Linked DNA regions of Sus scrofa: region 1 is linked to region 2. A link is a contact called in public HiChIP or PLAC-seq data. All regions are on one chromosome and are shown on one strand. Each heading gives the region's core, a stretch centred on a gene start, on an enhancer-like site or on the middle of the called end of the contact. The rest is flanking DNA. Distances are from core to core; before and after follow the strand shown. Region 1 holds the start of GAPDH (glyceraldehyde-3-phosphate dehydrogenase). Region 2 holds the start of TPI1 (triosephosphate isomerase 1).

Evidence for each region. HiChIP or PLAC-seq counts read pairs in DNA pulled down with a chosen protein or histone mark.
Region 1: an H3K27ac HiChIP or PLAC-seq map of skeletal muscle shows a contact between it and region 2. The contact joins the promoter of GAPDH here to the promoter of TPI1 in region 2. A contact is called at or near these places in 2 of 5 promoter capture datasets (fetal liver and liver), 1 of 47 Hi-C or Micro-C datasets (liver) and 2 of 2 datasets of contacts at active chromatin or transcription factors (alveolar macrophages and skeletal muscle).

What each region holds. Positions count from the first base shown.
Region 1 is chr5:64,132,197-64,137,751 of Sscrofa11.1, reverse strand. GAPDH (glyceraldehyde-3-phosphate dehydrogenase) reads left to right here and starts at 3,732. Exons shown (of 12, transcript NM_001206359.1): 1 at 3,732-3,813; 2 at 4,087-4,127. The coding sequence starts at 4,105. LOC110260753 (a long non-coding RNA gene) reads right to left here and starts at 2,871. Exons shown (of 3, transcript XR_002344125.1): 1 at 2,545-2,871. NCAPD2 (condensin complex subunit 1) reads left to right here. Exons shown (of 32, transcript XM_021092430.1): 30 at 324-450; 31 at 548-703; 32 at 918-1,247. The coding sequence ends at 1,003.
Region 2 is chr5:63,841,497-63,847,200 of Sscrofa11.1, reverse strand. It overlaps TPI1 (triosephosphate isomerase 1), which reads left to right and starts at 4,348. Exons shown (of 7, transcript NM_001037151.1): 1 at 4,348-4,501; 2 at 5,628-5,704. The coding sequence starts at 4,387. It overlaps USP5 (ubiquitin carboxyl-terminal hydrolase 5), which reads left to right. Exons shown (of 20, transcript XM_001925784.6): 15 at 1-103; 16 at 661-804; 17 at 880-1,025; 18 at 1,507-1,660; 19 at 1,924-2,008; 20 at 2,828-3,459. The coding sequence ends at 2,921.

The DNA of each region.
Region 1 (5,555 bases), core at 2,483-4,982, 290 kb before region 2:
AAATAACTATTTCCTGGAGTTCCCGTCGTGGCTCAGTGGTTAACGAATCCAACTAGGAACCATGAGGTTTCGGGTTCGATCCCTGCCCTTGCTCAGTGGGTTAAGGATCCGGCGTTGCCGTGAGCTGTGGTATATAGGTTGCAGACGTGGCTCAGATCCCGCGTTGCTGTGGCTCTGGCGTAGGCCGGTGGCTACAGCTCCGATTCGACCCCTAGCCTGGGAACCTCCATATGCCGCGAGAGCGGCCCAAGAAAATGGCAAAAAGATAAAAAAAAAAAGAAATAACTATTTCCAGGCCTACTTTTAATCTTTTTTTCCTCCAGGCTGTAATAGATGAATTTGAGCAGAAGCTTCGGGCCTGTCACACCAGAGGTTTGGATGCAATAGAGGAATTTGAGATGGGCCAAGGAGGCAGCCAGAGAGCCCCATCAGCCAAGAAACTACCTGCTGGTATGTGAGGCAGTGCCTTGGGAGAGACCAGGCGGGGCCTCCTCGCTGATAGAAGTTCCTTTTTTCTTTTTCCAACTCATGCCTCTGCCTTTTCTAGTCTCTAGACACCGGCATCTGGCCTCTGCAGCTTCAGACGATGACTTTGTCACACCTGAGCCCCGCCGTACTACCCGTCGGCATCCAAACACCCAGCAGCAAGTTTCGAAAAAGAAGCTCAGAATTGTCTTTTCGAGCGACGAGTCCAGCGAGGAGGGTACGGTGCCCCTTTCTGGACCTGGCCCAGAGCGAGCACAGCTTGCAGGGAGGCCTGCTTTGATGGCAGGCCTGCCACATAGTCCCCCACCCCCACGTTGTCCTCCCCCCACTGGGCAGTGTGGTCAGGGACTGTCCCATTCGTTCTCTTAAGACCCGTTTTTCACCATCTTTGTGACTCAGCTTTGTCTCATTCCCCCAATTCTTTTGAATAGAACTGTCAGCAGAGATGATGGAAGATGAGACACCCAAGAAAACCACCCCCATCCGCCGAGCATCTGCTCACAGACAAAGATCCTAGAGGTGTCCTACCTGTTCCCATCCCAGCCAGCCCTGCAGGTGTCTTGTGGAGTGACCCTGAATTCCATTCCCCTTGTAAAATACGTGTTTACCTGTCTCCTTGGTTTTTTTTAATGTGTAAATGGTCTTTATAATGTTAGGCTTTGCTAAACTAAGCCTAACTGAACCAAGTCAAGTTGTTTTCCAGAATGTGTGTTTGCCAGTTTCTTTGTTTTCTAATGAATAAATATTTTTATATACTTTTAGAGGTTTTTCCTAAGCCTGTCTGTGTTTCATCCCACATTAGCCCAGAGGCAGGCAGCAGACAGAGGGTTATTGATCCAGGAGTCTGGGGCCTGTGCCAGCATCTGATGAGCTTCGAGTCCCTTGCTGGCCCGTCCTTGCCTCTCAACCTCCACACCCTGCACACGTGGCAGGATTGCTCCGCTGTGCAGAATTAGGCAGTGCCTAGGCTTCAGATCCACGCTTCTCAATCTGGGGGCAGTGTTGCCCTCCAAGGGACATTTGACAATATCCAGAGACTATTTTGTTGTCACAGCCAAGGAGAGGGTGCTAACAGCAGCTAATGAGTAGGAGCCAGGGGTGTTGCTAAATATCCTACAATGCACAGGACGGGTCTGATGCAAAGAGTCATCAATGCAAAATGTCAGGAGTGCTGAAGTTGAGAAACCCTCCTCCCCAGGGGCTGGCTGCTCTGTCCTGCCCACCCTGGCTTGTGCCCCTAATTCCAGCTCTAGACAGTGTAGAGACCATCCCCCAGGGATTTGGCACCACGTTTACAGGGTCTGCAGGATGTCAGCCCCTCAGCTGCAGGCCCTGTTCACCCCCTCCTGCCCCCCAAGATTTCTCTGCTGAGTCACCTGAAGCGGAGGCAGTGAGGCTGCTGTCATGACAACACTGGTGTCTTTGCTGTCATGACAACAGCAGACTGCGTCAGTCATGCTCCCTGGGCACTGAGCTCCCTCTTTTTTCAGCAAAGGACAGTAATGAACAATGACAAGCATGCAGCAAAGGGGAACATGCTTCGGGGAGCAGAGGAGGGTGGAGGGGCTCCTAAGGCCCTTGCCAGGGAGAGTATATGATCCTGGTGCTCCACTTCCCCAGCAGATTCCTCAGTGCCCAGCATCCCGCCTCCCTCACCGTTAAGTGCCCTCAGTCCCTGCTCTTGCCGCTCTTGAAAAGCCTGGGCACCGACTGTGCACATGGCTGCCAGCAACAGCCAGCCTTGGATCTGGGGCCCCAAGGAAGGAGGGCAGTCCCAGAAAGGGAAGGGACAGGACAGGCTTGAGTCGGGGTGCGGGGCAGCGTGCTCTCTGCCTTTTAAGCAAAGGTTATCATCCTGCGGGCTAAACTTAGCCACAGGCTTTTCAGCTGGAAAAGGGGGCTGGTCTCAGGTTACGCTGGGCCAGCAAAGAGGCCCCAATTCCTTCCACCAGCACCTGCTAATGGGCAACGTCCATTCCACCCTCCCCCCACCTTCCCTGAACCTTCAACACTTCAAGTCCTCAGAACCAACCCATCTTTCATCCTCTGCTCACAAACCTGGCCCAGCCCCAGCTTCTGAGGGACTGGTCTTGGAGAAGAATGGATTTCCTCCTCCACATCACGTCTGGGAAGGGGCTAGGGGCCCTTGTCCCCACCCTGTGTCCAAGACCTCCCAATCTTTTCCCTCTTATGGACACCTCACCCTGCCCCCAACATCCCCTGGGCGCAGCCAGTGAAAGGGAGGCCCTGACTGCAGGGCTGGCCTGCACGTCCCAGGATGGGGAGGGACTTCCGCTCTCACGTCCTGCTCTGCCCAGGGCTGGATGGGGTGAAAGGGACATTGTCTCCCAGCCCGGGCCGCTCAGCCCTCAAATTTCCCAGGAGCAACTTTGTGGGAGACCTCTGAGCCTCTACCTGGCCAGCCCCCCAAAGCGATCCTGTCCCCTCGCTGAGGCCCCAGCCAGCCAGGGCCTGGGGGAGAGCAGCTGGTGCACACAGGTCCTGGTTTGTCTGCTCGATTCTCAGATGTCCAGGCTGCCTGTCCTGCAGGGCATCGTGACCTTCAGTGCAGAAACTTCCCTCTCAGGCCTCCTTCCGAGCCTCCTTCCTCTCCAGGCCTCCCACTGGCCAGGGCCAGCCGCGGTCCCCAGCCCGGGGAGGCCAGGAGCCAAGAGAAGGGGAGGGGGGAAAGGGGAAGGGGGCTGGAGAGGGCCTTGCTGGAGGCCCCTCCCGGGCCTTTTCCTCTGTAGTTCCTGGGTCACTACCGAAGAGCCTCGAGAAGTTCCTCAATCTTCCCGCTTCTCAGCTTTTGAAGGGGGGGGGGTAGGGGAGACTGCAGCCGCGAGCTGCGAGCCGCGCCCCCAACCCCGGGTTCCGCTCCAATTTCCCATCCCACTGGCTCCCCATATCCTCCCGTTACATCCCTGCAGCAACTTTAACGTCCCTGGCTCCTTGGGTGTCCTCAGTTTTCGCCAGGGCCCCCTCCTCCTAGTCCACTGCCCCCTGCAGTACAACCCCAACCGGGCCAGGCAGCATCACCGGTCCCCTCCCCCTCTCCGTCCTCAGCCCACTTGTGTGGCGCGTGCACATTGGCAGAACCAGGCGGGTCCAAAGGAAAAAAAAAGAAGAAGTGGGGGTCGGCTACTCGCGACTTTACGGGCGCACGTAGCTCAGGCCTCCGCTGCTGGAGCTAGGACTGGGCGAGGCGAGCCCACGTCACCCCGCCCCCGCCCCGCCCCCTGCCCTATAAATTCCGGCTGCAGCCTTCCCCTGCGCTCTCTGCTCCTCCCCGTTCGACAGACAGCCGTGTGTTCCGTGCATTGCCAGGTAAAGCCTGGCGGAGTGGAGCCACAAGGGTTCGAGGACTGGTCCGAAAGGGACCGGGGGCCGTGCGCGGTCTGGGAGTGTGGGTGCGGGGCCCCGGCTGGAGCCGGAGTTGTGGCTGCGCCGGGCCGGGCCCCTGCATTGCGGGTTGAGGGGGAGGAAGGACGTGCAGAAGAGCAGAGCGAGGATGGAGGCCTGGGGGAGGGGCGGGGAGGGCACCGTCGGGCTCCAGCCGCTTTGCCCCGCGATCTAATGTTCTCTTTCCTCTGCCGGCAGCCGCGTCCCTGAGACACGATGGTGAAGGTCGGAGTGAACGGGTGAGTTAGGGGGTGGGGCAGGGTGGGGCAGTAAGTACTGCAGCCCCCACCAAATTGCGTCCGCAGGTCTCGCCCTACCGGGTCTGTGCAAGCATGTGGGGGACTTGGATGGGGTGGTCGTACCCCACCCCCAAGGAGAACTCAAGGTCAGCGCTCGGACCTGGAGGAGGCCCTCGCAAGGCCTCGTGTCCCCCATCCCTGGCTGTTGCGCGTTCTGTAACTCCGCCTCTGCGGAGCCTTCCTCTTCACCTGCCGCAGATACACAGCCCTGGAGTCTCCAATTCTTGCTTTGGCCCCATCCCCTAATCCCCCAGCTGGGGCTCTTTCTTTCCTTTCGCGCCCTGCGGGGTCACGTGAAGGGGAGGAGCCCATCCCCCCAGCCGCAACCAGTGCCCCCAGCCGGGCAGCCCCGGGATGCAGGAGGCACAGCTGCTGTGCAGAACCAGCTGGGAGGGGGCATCTGCGGTAACCTAGCCGCCATGTTGCAACTAGGAAGGAAATGAATGAACCGCCGTTAGGAAATCTTCCTGAGTCCTTCAATCTTTCTCCTTACTTGCCCATGACTAAGCCTTCTACCCCTGCCTCGTGGGGTGGAGTCTCCTTTATCCGGTAACCCAGGTCCGGCCACGCTTTCCCCTTCTTAGTCAGCTGGACCTCAGCTCTTAGCAAACTAACCCTAGAGCATCCCTTCAAGCCCCAGCCAGATTCCCCCCCCCGGGGATGAGGGGATGCTTTTTCTGGATGGTTCTCTGATGAATCAAAAACGGGGCTTTATGGGGGTGGTCTTGGGTTGTTTCCGGGTTGTTTCCCTTCTCTTTCTCCGGAGAGGTGTGGTAGCGTTGGCTTGGTGCCATGCCGGGGGAGCTGAGTCATGGGTACTTAGAAATTTTCCACAAAATGGCTCCCGGAGCCGGCGGAGCCGCAGCCCCTGTCTCTGCATCAGTGCTCCTTGAAGCTGCTTCCTTCCATCCATGCCTAGGGTTGACCCCACCCTAAAGGCCAAGCTGTAAAGGTCACCAGGAGGATTAGATGTCCGTGAGCCTCGGGAATCCTGCCCTTCTCCCCATCCCCTCTTCCAGAAACCAGATCCCCACTCCACCCTAAGCTGGGGTTAAATATAGCTGCCTGACCTTTCTGCAGCTGGGGGCCTGGGCTTCTCCCTCTCCTTCCCCCCCGCTCCCCACACGTCTATTGCTCCCACTCCTGATTTTGGGAAAAGAGCTAACAAAGACAGGTTCCTAACAAATCAGAAGCCCGGGATTCTGGGTTTGAGAAACGGCTTTCCCTTTTGTAGGAGGGACTTGGGGAAGGGGGGGGGTTTCCCTGGCCAGTTAACTTCTGACCTTTGCTCTTGCCCTTTGAGCTGGGTGATGCCAAGTGTGCAAGATTTTGCTCCCTAGAGGGTGTGGCCTGAAGCTGGCCAGATAG
Region 2 (5,704 bases), core at 3,099-5,598:
GAGGAGCTAGACATCTCCCAGCTGAGGGGCACAGGGCTGCAGCCTGGAGAGGAGGAGCTGCCCGACATTGCCCCACCCCTGGTCACTCCGGATGAGCCCAAAGGTAGCCTTGGTTTCTATGGCAACGAAGACGAAGACTCCTTCTGCTCCCCTCACTTCTCCTCTCCAACATGTTAGTGACTCTTCTTCCTGCCTGTCTCTTTCCCTTGCTGATGGGGATCTTCTCTGCCTGCCTCCCCTTGACCCTGTCCTTTGTGTTTCTCCTGTCCTCCCTTTCAAATTTTCCTTGGCCCTCTTGATGAACATGGGGACCGATCGAGCCCTCCCAGCCATGGTCTCTGTGTGGATGGTGGCACACTGGCTGATTGCCTCTGTCCTTGTTACTTGGGTGGGGGCAGGGGCGGGGGCTCGTCCTCCAGACAGTGGGCGAGGAAGGGGCTCCCTGGGGGATCTGTAGCCTGAGTTCTGTACCTTTCGGATACGGCTGGCCCCCCATCAGGTTGTGTTGTCATTTTAGTTCTGGAATCAGGTGCTGGGCCTTGGAGGAAAAATGCATGCAAGGTGGTTGGGGGAGTCCTGGGGGCTGGACTCTGGCAGGAGGGAGGGGGCAGGGAGTGGCCCCAGGAGGCACGCCCCATGCCCGCGCTTCTCTGCCAACAGCGCCCATGTTGGATGAATCGGTTATCATCCAGCTGGTGGAGATGGGCTTCCCGATGGACGCCTGCCGCAAAGCCGTCTACTACACGGGCAACAGCGGGGCCGAGGCCGCCATGAACTGGGTCATGTCGCACATGGACGATCCAGGTAGGCTGGGGTGGGGAGCTGGGTGGGGCGGGGCCGCTGCACGCCCCACACACTTCAACCCCTTCACGTCCACAGATTTCGCGAACCCTCTCATCCTGCCTGGCTCCAGCGGGCCCGGCTCCACAAGCGCAGCAGCTGACCCCCCACCAGAGGACTGCGTGACCACCATTGTCTCCATGGGCTTCTCCCGGGACCAGGCCCTGAAAGCTCTGCGGGCCACGGTATAGCCTGCCCCCAGCCGAGCTCAGTCCTGTGGGAAGGAGAGGGTGGGAGCAAGCTTCTATCCCTCGTGAGCAAGACCAAGGATGACCCACGTAACGGGTCTGAGGAGCTAAAGATGCTAAAGGAGCCGAGGCCGGAGTTCCCGTCGTGGCGCAGTGGTTAACGAATCTGACTAGGAACCATGAGGTTGCGGGTTCGATCCCTGGCCTTGCTCAGTGGGTGAAGGATCTGGTGTTGCCGTGAGCTCTGGTGTGGGTCGCAGATGCGGCTCGGTTCCTGCACTGCTGTGGCTGTGGTGTAGGCCAGCAGCCACAGCTCCGATTAGACCCCTATCCTGGGAACCGCCACATGCTGTGGGTGCAGCCCTAGAAAAGGCTAAAAAAAGAAAGAAAAAAAAAAGATAAAGAAGCTGAGGCCTTCCCTGGCAGCCTTCTCCAGCCTGACAGTGCTAGAAAAAGTGACTCTTCTCTCTTTTCTAAGAACAATAGTTTAGAACGGGCTGTGGACTGGATCTTCAGTCACATTGATGACCTGGACGCAGAGGCTGCCATGGACATCTCGGAGGGCCGCTCCGCTGCCGACTCCATCTCCGAGTCCATACCAGTGGGACCTAAAGTCCGGGATGGTCCTGGAAGTGAGTGTCCCCTGAAACCAGAACAGGCCTGGTGGGATCTAGCCCGTTGGCTCCACCAGGTCTGCTTCCCTGGGGTGGTGGGAGGAGGCGGACAGGGGGCAGAAGCTTCTTTCCACCAGCTCGACTCCTGGAGGTGGGTTCCTAGGACGAGAGAGAGCCTCTGGGCCCAGTGCATGCCTCCAGTTCCCTGAAATCCCGTCCTGTGTGTGAGCTGTGGGGTCCAGCCGCCCTCCCTCTCTGCCCTCTCTCCCCCCCTTCCCTAGAGTATCAGCTCTTCGCCTTCATTAGTCACATGGGCACGTCAACCATGTGTGGTCACTATGTCTGCCACATCAAGAAGGAAGGCAGGTGAGGGGCCAGCACGTGCGTTTTTGAATGGGAGCGTGATGGTGGGAATGGTAGGGGCATCCTGGAAGTCCTCAGATTATGTGTGAGGGAAGGTAAAGGGTTGCTGGTGGGGCCGCAAACTCAGCGGAAACAGAGAAAGCCTCACGGCAGGGATTGGCCAACAAGGGCCCAGAGGCTGAATTCGGCCACTCACTTTTATAAAGTCCTACTGAGAGTTCCCATTGTGGCTCAGTGGGTTAAGAACCCGACTAACATCCATGAGCATGCGGGTTCTATCCAGGGCCTCGCTCAGTGGGTTAAGGATCCGGCGTTACTGCAATCTGCTTGATGCGTGTAGTTCGCAGGCAGGGCTCAGATCTGGTGTTACTGTGGCTGTGGCACAGGCCGGCGGCCACGGCTCCAATTTGGTCCCTAGCCTGGGAATCTCCGTATGCTTGCAGGTGCAGCCGTAAAAAGAAAAAGTCTTGGTGAGCACAGCCAATTACCCACTTATCTATCTGTGGCTCTCTTCGAGTTGCCACAGGAAAGTCAAGTAGTTGTATCAGAGACCAGATGGCCTGCAAAACCCGAAACATATCCTGTCTGATCCCTGCCTAATAGGAACGGGTGGCAAGTGGCTATAAAGACACCACAGGGTCTGAAAGCCCTGAGTCCAGTCGCAATGACCCTGTGAGATTGGGATGCTCCCTTCAGATAGGCAGCTGGACTGTAGGTTTGGGGACCCAGGCAGAGAATGTTGGGAGCCTTTGCCCGGGAATCACCAGGAGCCACCTCCAAGAGAGGAGCTGTTCATCCTTTTCCCCCCACATTCTTCCCCAGATGGGTGATCTACAACGACCAGAAAGTGTGTGCCTCTGAGAAGCCGCCCAAGGACCTGGGCTACATCTACTTCTACCAGAGAGTGGCCAGCTAAGAGCCCACCCTGAGCCCTTAACCACTGAGGGCAGGGGACAGACCACCCGGCATGAGGGATGGATGTCAGCCCCCCTGCTCCCGTACCCTTTTCCTTTTCGTGTCCCCAGCAGCAGGGAAGAAGCTAGAGGCTATGAGAGAATGGCCAAGCGAAGTGGGGGGGGCACTCTGGAGACTTTGGGGATGGAGCAGGAAGGGGAACGGGAGGGGCCGGCTGCCTGTCTGTGAGGAGACTGTTGCTTTCCTGCCCTTGACCCCACAGGGCTCTGCTTCTCTGTGATCCTGCTGGCCCAGCGTGGAGCGGGCTCGTTTGTTTGTGTGGCGTGGGTATAGCTTTGTGCAGCCTCTTCCACAGGAGGGGGCTTCTGTGCCTCCCCTCCCCCGTTGTGTGTGCTCCCCGTGTGGTTGGGCAAGGAGGGATCTGAGGGAAATGGGGACCCCCCTCGCCCTCCTGCCTCAGTCTTTTCCCCACCCTGTCTCTCCCCTGTCCTTCTGGAAAATGCCAAAATACAGGATGTGAATAAAAGTACAGTGGCTCAGTTGTGTCCTGTTTGATACCTTTGGGGGAAGCTGTCTTCCCCAGGGCTAGCAGCGGGGCCAGTTTCACAAAGCTCCTGGCCCTGCCCCTTTGCCTTCTATGTTTTGTGCTGGTGTGATTGGGGGCTGAGTGAGGTGAGCTCTGGGGCAGCAGAGGAAGGCTGCGGGGTGGGGGCTGTTAGATGAGGGGATGTGGGCTGGGGTGTCACAGAACAGAGATGGGGTGGAAGAGCCCTTTCTTGCAGCCGTGATACCGGAGGGGGCCCAGGTGGGTTCTTTCCAAATGTCCCCAGTGGCTGTAGTCCTTTGTCAGGCCTTGGCCTGCTGGAGCAAAAAGCGGGGTATTCATGGGGACAGGGCGGACTTCTGAACCCCCCTCCCTTAGCTGCACAGTTTCTAGCCAAGGTGGGCCATCCCTCCGCTGCTGAACCCTGTTTTTTGCCCAGTTACTGTGGGGCTGGGTCGGCCCCGGGTGGGTCAGAGGTGTCCGCTCAGCACTCAGGGATGTGGGGGCTCCGATGGGGAAGGAGGCTCCTTTTCCCAGAGCTGGAGAGAGGCCCCTCCCCTATCCCTCGGTGTGGGGGTGGCGTGATGAAGCCGTGAAGCGGGGGTTTCCCTGAGCACCGGGCGCACGGTTCTCCCCAAAGTCAGACCACGGAAGCTGTAGCCACCGAGCCTGGACGCCGCTGGAACGTTGCTACAAGAAAGAAGGTGACGTCAGAACCTCGCAACGCGGGCGGCGGCGAGCGGCAGCGGGCGGTGGCGGGCGGCGGGCGGCGGGCGGGGCCGGGGCTGGGCTTCCGCGGGGCGGGCCAGTCATGGCCCAGGACGCGAAGGGGGCGGGGTTCTGCCTCTCCGCTCTCTATATAAGCGGCCAGTGGAGACGGCCGCGCGCTGCTCCTGACCTTCAGTGTGCTGGCTCCAGCGCCATGGCGCCCGCTAGGAAGTTCTTCGTGGGGGGAAACTGGAAGATGAACGGGCGAAAGAACAATCTGGGGGAGCTCATCAACACCCTCAACGCAGCCAAGCTGCCGGCCGACACCGGTGAGCCCTGGCGGTGGGTGGGAGGTCGGGCGTGGTGGCGCCCTCTCCCGAGCTCTCTCAGCAGTTGTCTGCGTGGTCCTGCTTGCAGGGCCGGAGACCAGAGTTACTGGGGTCCCGGCCTTGGCCCTGCGGCCGCAGGACCAGGGGTGTGTCCACGGGGAAAGGCGGAGCCGCATCTCCCTGTGCCCTCCGACTGTGGGAGGAAGACGGCTCCGGGGTGCGGACCGGGGCTGCACCCGCCCGAGCCGGGGATGGAAGTGGAGCCCAGCCCCTACGGGCGATCGGGAGAGGCCGGCGCCAGTCCGGTGTGTGGGGGAGGAGGCTGCGTGCAGGCTTCTGGGCCCCCTCGGCGCCGGCTCCGTGCGCCGCCGCACGTAGCCCAGACTCCTCCCCGCGCTTTGCCTGGGCTACCGAGTTCCCCTGCCGGGTGGCCCTTGGCCTCTTGAGCTACTCTTCTGATCCTTTCCCCTCGGCGGCCTGCAAGACCCTTCTGCGGAAGGGGCTGAGCAAGTGACAAACGGGCAGAGCCATGTGGGGATGAGGAGCGATCCTCTTGTTTTCTGCAACCTGGATACGGGAAAACGCAAGGCCTCTATGAGCCAGTCGACTCGCTGCCACCCACGGACAGAGTGCCGTCCTCAGTCCTTCCCATCCCAGGCATCTAAATCACAGAACCCCGGGTCTGATCAAGAGGCACCCCCTTCTGGTTTATTCCCCCCAGAGACTGCAGTACAGACCCCAGGAGTTGGCCCTTTCTGCTTTTGCTAAAAATCCTTGCCTGGCTAGGAGAGGTGGGAATGAGCTATTTTAGAAGGGAGGCGGGGTTGGCCCCAGAGAATGCTGAGTCTAGGAGGTGCCCAGGCCCAGAATAGCCTGGGGAAATCAGAGCCACAGCTGTTAAAAGAGCAGAGGGCAGGGCAAGGGCCATGACCTCTCAGGGGTACCCAAAAGGTTCAGAGTTGGGTTCAGGCCCAGCCTGGGGTGCAGAGTAGACAAAGATCATCATGCTGGTGTGGAAATGGGCGAAGGCAGAACTATGAAAGCGGTGGAGGCTAGGGGGCTCCAGAGCACTGGATAGGGTCTGGATTTGTGATGCCATCCCCTTCTGTCACTGTCTTCTACTCAGAGGTGGTTTGCGCACCCCCCACCGCCTACATTGACTTCGCCAGGCAGAAGCTAGATCCCAAGATTGCCGTGGCTGCA